Linked DNA regions of Mus musculus: region 2 is linked to region 1. Evidence: chromatin contacts called from public HiChIP or PLAC-seq data. All regions are on one chromosome and are shown on one strand. The core of a region is the stretch at or near the end of the contact, and the rest is flanking DNA. Distances in the headings are between cores, read along the strand shown. Region 1 has its middle 6.2 kb from the start of A330076C08Rik. Region 2 overlaps Gm40931 (a long non-coding RNA gene).

Region 1 (3,102 bases), core at 49-2,548:
AGGAAATGAGCTGGGTTGTCCAACAATGGTTGTCTTCATACTGGAGAGCCTGAGACCCCTGTAGCTCTTCAGTCCATGAGGCTAGGTACCTGGGCCATCGCAGGTGGATGCTGCAGGCCTGGAAGATTCCTGGAGACACTGTGGTCTTCAGTCTAGGTTCGAAGGCTGGAGAAGAATAACAGCAACAATAGGGTAGATAGGACAGAGAAGATGTACCTGCAAGCATGACTGGAAGGCAGCCAGGCAAAAAGCAAAAGTGTTTTTCCCTGGGACTTTCTTTTGCCTGGCTGTCACCCACACTTGAATTGGACCTCTTTTCACTCCATGTAACCTCATTATGAAAATCCCTTATCAGTCTGCCCAGTGGCTTCCCTGTTGGTCCATTCCAGAGCCACAAGGCTATCTATAAGAAGTATCTAGAAGGTTCTTGACCTTCCTAATGCTGTGACCCTTTATTACAGCTCCTCATGCTTTGATGACCCTTAACCTCATTGCTACTTCAAAACTGTCCATAAGGAAACTGGCCAGTTGCAGGCTCAGCGACCCTGCAGACTCACCCTTTGGGAATTGTTACTGAAGATGTGTCCCCTTGCTTTCTTGAGCTGGCCTATCCTCATGACCCTGGTGAGAGAGGCCAGTCCCCAGTAGTCTGTGTCTTCCCCTACCTTGAGAGTCAGTGAGCAGAGACTGCAGCAGGTGTCTGTGTGATTTTTTTTTGCCACTGACAGCGACAAGCATCCATGTGAGGCCTGCTCAAAAAATCGCTGATGGCCAGGCATGCAGCAGACCTCTACCCAATGCAGCTGGGAGCCTGCCCAGGCTGATGGCTTCAGGCTGGTTTGCTCTCACTTCCTGACAAGGGCCTGCACTCCCGTGCCTCCCTGTCTGCAGATTCCATGGGCCCAGCCTCCAGTGCCAGCTGAGCTTTCGACAGGGTTGGTTTTTATGACTGGAGCTGTCGGCTGGAGAGACATGTTTTAAAATTCATGACCTTTCCCATTAGGGTTCACAAAACAGATCAGACTCAGAGATGAAAGCTGAGTTGATTCTTTCACTGGTGTCTTCATCCCACCCCCCACCCCCCAATCCCTGTACCCACCCCTCCTTTTGGCTTCTTCCTCCCCCAGATTTCCTTCTCCATTGTCCTCTCTGATCTTTTGCATTTAGCTCTGTTTTTAATCCCAAGGCCAAATGAAAATTGCCCCTTCTCTAAACAGAGGCTGCCATGAAGCCTGACTCTCAAAGGTATCTCCCTTGGTCAGGTAGGGAGAGGCCAGCCAGGGGACAGCTGTCCCAGAGAGATAGAGCCCACTTTAGAGTTAAAAGGGAGCCAGGCAACAAGGGCTGGGGAGTAGAAAGGCCCATTCTGGGACAATCCTTCCAGGCTGGGAGAGGCCAGGACACAACAGGGACTACAATCAGGCCAATAGGCATTCTGCATGCATGCCCTGCCAGGGAAATTAAAGAGGGTGTCTGCTTCCTGCCAAGGTATAAACAACAACACAGTTCCCAGGGCATCTGTCCTCAGCTGCCCTCCCTTGGAGCCTCTCTTCTCCTGGGCCTCTCTGAGGGCCCCAGTGAAAAGCAATGCCCAGTAGCCTGGTTCTCCAGGGGACCAGGAGGACTCAGGCTCTGCCCCAGATTGCCATACAGGAAACCTGTAGACTCTTACAGCACAAGGAAGGAAAAGAAGAGACGAAAACTCTGCTGACTTCAGGAATATTTGACACCAAGGACTCGTCACTGCCACAGTGAGAGAGAGAGAGAGCAAGCATTCCCAGGAGGGATGGGTAAATTTAGTGAGAACGTATTCACTAAAGTCTCTATGTGTATATAGAGCTCGGCTAATTTGTTCATAAACCTCAGAAAGTAGATCATTTCAGCCTTGGGTCCTGGCGAATCAACTCAGCCACAGTGCTCATGTATTCGGTCAAATGCCTATTTAGATATAGGTATTGCCTTAGTCAGGGTTTCTATTCCTGCACAAAACATCCTGACCAAGAAGCAAGTTGGGGAGGAAAGGGTTTATTCAGCTTACACTTCTACATTGATGTTCATCACCAAAGGAAGTCAGGGCAGGAACTCACACAGGGCAGGAACTCAGAGGCAGGAGCTGATACAGAGGCCATGGAGGGGTGCTGGTGACTGGATTGTCTGTCTCTCCTGGCTTTCTCAGCTTGCTTTCTTATAGAACCCAGGACCACCAGCCCAGGGGTGGCACCACCCACAAGGAGCTCTCCTGCCTTGATCACTAATTGAGAAAATGCCTTACAGCTGGATCTCATGGAGGCATTTCCTCAAGAGAGGCTCCTTTCTCTGTGATAACTCCAGCTGTGTCAAGCTGACACACAAAACCAGCCAGTACAGGTTTGGAGTTAATAGCCTGAGTAAACTAGATTATCCTGCATGTGAGTCTCCTTCAGCCAACTGAAATCCTCAAGGAAAAAGAACCAAATTTCCCCAGAACCCTTAGACCCGGGAGGACATGAGAACTCTGCTCTGGGTCTTCAGATTTGGGCTGCTACTCAGCCCTGTGCTCAGTGTTCAGCCTGCCCATCTACCCTGCAGATTTCAGGATTTCCATCCTGGAGCCAGTTCCTCAAGAGAAAAGCCCCTCTCCTCCTCGAGAATCCTGACTAATTCTCTTGCTGTGGTTTGAATGTGTCCCCCAGAAGCTCATTTGTTGGGAATATAACACATGTACTGGTGGTATTTATAGGTGGGGTCTTCGCGTGGTAGGGGTGGCGCATCATTAAGACTAAATTCAGAAGATCTTGAGGGTGGGGTCCCATGATGGTATGAGTGACTTGAAGAGGCAGAAGACAGGCTTCCTTGTAACCATGTGTGCCTGCTTTTTCATTGTTCTGACAAAATATCTAAGATGGACCATCTTATGTGTCAGGATTGGGGGCGAGGGAGAGTCTATCTCCGTTCCAGGATGCAACTGTGTCAGTCAATGATCACAGGACACTTTCAGTCTGCAGTAGTACCTCTCACCACAGCCACAATACATGGTGCAGAAGATCCTCAGGGCAGCCAAGAAGTTGAAAAGGTAACAGGAAGAAGATTGGAGTCCTTTGCCCTTGGACACCTCCTCAGTGA
Region 2 (3,198 bases), core at 368-2,867, 390 kb after region 1:
CATCCATGTAATAATATTTGTCACTTGAATTACATAAATATGACTTTTTTTTTAAAGCTAGAGGAGATTCAGGATGAATTTCAGTGATGGAGTATGTGACTATTTGACACATGCAAGGTGTTAAGTTCGATTCCCAGCACCACAAAACGAAGAGTCAAAATGAAGCAATGGGATGTGACTCCATTGGTAGAGTACTTGAGTAGCATCCATGAAGCCATTGGTTAAAAACAGGTACTGTGTTCAAAACTATTATCTCAACACTTGGGAAGTATCAGAGTCAAGTGGGGGGATAAGAGTCAATGTCCACACAGTTGCTATGTAACATATCGGGGTCCAGACTGGACTAGAGGAGACTAAGGAAAAAAGTAATAGTAACAGTAACACCTAAGAAAAAATAAAGAGATGGAAAAGGATAGCTGAGTATTAGCTATATTTAAACATATTTAACTAATAGCTCGTGGGGGGTAGGGTATGTAACTGGTAGTGCTGAGAGCTGAACCCAGGGCCTTGCACATGCTAGGCAGGGAATCTGACATTAAGCCAAGTCAGCAGCTCTACACTCTTGTCGTTTGCCAACGTCTCGTTGACCTAGGCACTGTGCCAAGTACTCATGAGAACAAGAGAGTGGGCTAATGGTAGGGTGCATGTCTCCAGGGGCAAAGCCTTGGATTAAAGCCTCAGCACTGAAATAAAGAAGAAAGACCTCAGTGCTCGCCGTGGTCAAGTTTGCCTTGCACTGAAGGAAGAGCTGTCGGGTGCCAGCAAAGGCTAGTGGGGGTCACAGTTAACAGTCCCCAGGGAGGGCAGGCTGGGGCTTCCAGATGATGTCTGAAGTGGGTCCTGAAAGAACAGTAGGGTGTAGCCAAGAGGAGCCTAGAAGGCACAGTTCAGGTGAAGAACAAACAGGAGAGAGTCATTGTTTACAGTAGAGGATGGACCCACAGCTCTCCTGATGCTGGGGTAAGAGGTCTACCACTGAGCCTTGTCCACAGCCTGGGACAGAGCTCAGCTCTGAAGGAGATGGGGAAGCTCGGATCAGTATTTCTCTTTAGGCCCAGTCAGTGTCTGGTAAAACTGTTTCAGTGACTTCTCACTTGAAACTAGAACCCTGACTTTTACACTCCTAACCTTTGACTGCCCAGATAAAACCACTTCCTCCAGACACAAAGTCTGTGTAGCAGCTGTCCTGTCCCCTGCCTGCCCTGACCTAGAGTGGACAGCCACACTGGGTGTGTTCTCTCCGTCCCTCTGGTCTCCAGAACTCCAAATACTCTTAGAATTGGCAGAATTCTACAAACCACCTGTCAAACTGCCGCAAACCCATTTCCATTATTAACAAGTAGAGGCGAATTTTTCGGACGGAAAAACTCAACTCTCTCATTGCCTAGAGGAATGCAGGGGACGGTGGCATAGCATGTCTTAACATCCTAATGATGGCAATTGTCTACTCCAGTGAAAGAACGAGGTGGAAAGGAGCCAGCGAGGCAATGAAGAGTCTAGGAAATTCAAGAAGGTCCCCCAACCATTATTATATAACTCACTGGGTGTCAAGGCTTGGCCTGACCTGACCTGACAGAAGGTTATTAATAGACTTTATCTCATTCTCTGGCTAGCCTTTGGCTGAAGAAACTGTATGACATTTGCACAATACTGCAAGAGACCCTTCTAGGGATGGTAGGTCTCATTCTGAAACCCATAGGGTCCCAAGGATTTTAGATAAGTCTGCCATGGTTTCTGTAATCTTACTGAAGGGGTGTGTGTGTGTGTGTGTGTGTGTGTGTGTGTGTGTGTTGTTTTGTTGTTTTTCAGCTCAGTTTACTTTCTTTTAACTCCTTAGGTTTTTGAGTTGGTTGATTGGTTGGTTGTTAGGGTCTCCCTATACAGCTCAGGCTGACCTTGAACTCACTGTATCGTCCAAGCTGACCTCAAAGTTTCAGTCACCCGGCCTCAGCCTCCTGAGTGCTGGGATTACAGTCGGGTTTCGCTTCGTTCAGCTCTGCAGGTGTTTTTAATGAGCACGTTCCCTGGGGCTGTATTTATTCTTAGCTTGTGCTCATTTGAGAGCTTAACCTGGTTATAATCACTGAAAACTCTTTGTCAGGAGCAGATAAAATAGCCAGCCATGGGCAAGTGGAGCAAGAAAAGTCAGGCAGAGACAGAGGTTGGAGCTTGACCTAATTTGTCCCCTTCTCTTGTTATCTTCTCTCCTTGGTCCATCAGAGGACAGTCATTCATCAGCAAGGCCACGGGCAAGAGGAGTTCAGATTGAATTACGCTGCTGAAGTGAAGACTCAGAGGTTTGGAATCCTCACCCACTGGACTGGCCGTGCATGTGCCTCCTACATCTTAGGCCTCCAGATACTCCGTAGCTTCATCAGAACTGGCGAGGGCTTGGGTGTGGTAATGGCTGCCTGTCTTCCAGGACTCAGGAGGGTGAGGCTGTAAATTCAAGGCCAGGCTGGTCTACCCTAGGCATTGCCTCAAAAAAAAAAAAAAAAAAAAAAGGAGGTTGGCAAAATGGCCCATAGAGTAAAGACACCTGCTCTCAAGTCTGAGGACACAAGTTTGATGCCTGGCACCTACTTGGTAGAAAAGGAGAAGCGACTCCTGCAAGCTGTTTTCTGGCCTACACATTCGAACTGAGGAACCTGTGCCTACACACAAATGTGCGTCTGTTTTTCCACTTTAATTTATTAAGGCAATGATTGGAATTTTGAAATCAGGAGAACACTAATATTCCAGACTATATTCTGCTATTAAAAATGATCTATGGCTAGAAAGCATGCCTCACCGGGCATGCACAAGGGCATGGTCTCATTCTCCATGTCGGAGGAGGAACCTAAACGTGAAAGTGAACTATGATCATCCTGTCTCTTCAGGAAAAAGCAAAATCAGCAATAACACCTGACCCGGGCTAAGTTAACCATAAATCAGGCTTGTCTTAGAACACTGAGGTCCAAGGGGATCTGATTAATAATCAGTAAGGAGTTCATTTTGTGTTTAAGAATTGGTCTTTTCTCTGTGAGTTCGAGGCCAGCCTGGTCTACAGAGTGGGTTCCAGGACAGCCAGGGCTACACAGAGAAACCCTGTCTTGGGGTGTGTGTGTGTCTGTGTCTGTGTCTGTGTCTGTGTGCGTGTGGAACTAGTCCTTCATTCCATTTCACAAGAAGCACTGAGTGTGTGCCAGGCAGAGTCAG

The links. HiChIP or PLAC-seq counts read pairs in DNA pulled down with a chosen protein or histone mark.
Region 2: a contact with region 1 is called in an H3K27ac HiChIP or PLAC-seq map of heart atrium, with 4 times the contacts expected there. The contact joins two enhancer-like sites. A contact is called at or near these places in 1 of 484 Hi-C or Micro-C datasets (myocytes) and 3 of 115 datasets of contacts at active chromatin or transcription factors (cardiomyocytes, embryonic stem cells and heart atrium).

Annotation. Positions count from the first base shown.
Region 1 is chr13:44,221,118-44,224,219 of GRCm38.p6, forward strand. No RefSeq gene overlaps it. Among named protein-coding and RNA genes, the nearest start is that of A330076C08Rik, 6.2 kb to the left of the region's middle. Within about 2 kb of position 1,299, at least 32 of the 459 cell types and tissues checked have an H3K27ac peak or open chromatin away from gene starts, as enhancers often do. A contact at or near this core is called in heart atrium, where this site is marked.
Region 2 is chr13:44,606,909-44,610,106 of GRCm38.p6, forward strand. The region is part of intron 1 of Gm40931 (a long non-coding RNA gene); the gene reads right to left. Among named protein-coding and RNA genes, the nearest start is that of Gm40931, 29 kb to the right of the region's middle. Within about 2 kb of position 1,618, at least 21 of the 459 cell types and tissues checked have an H3K27ac peak or open chromatin away from gene starts, as enhancers often do. A contact at or near this core is called in heart atrium, where this site is marked.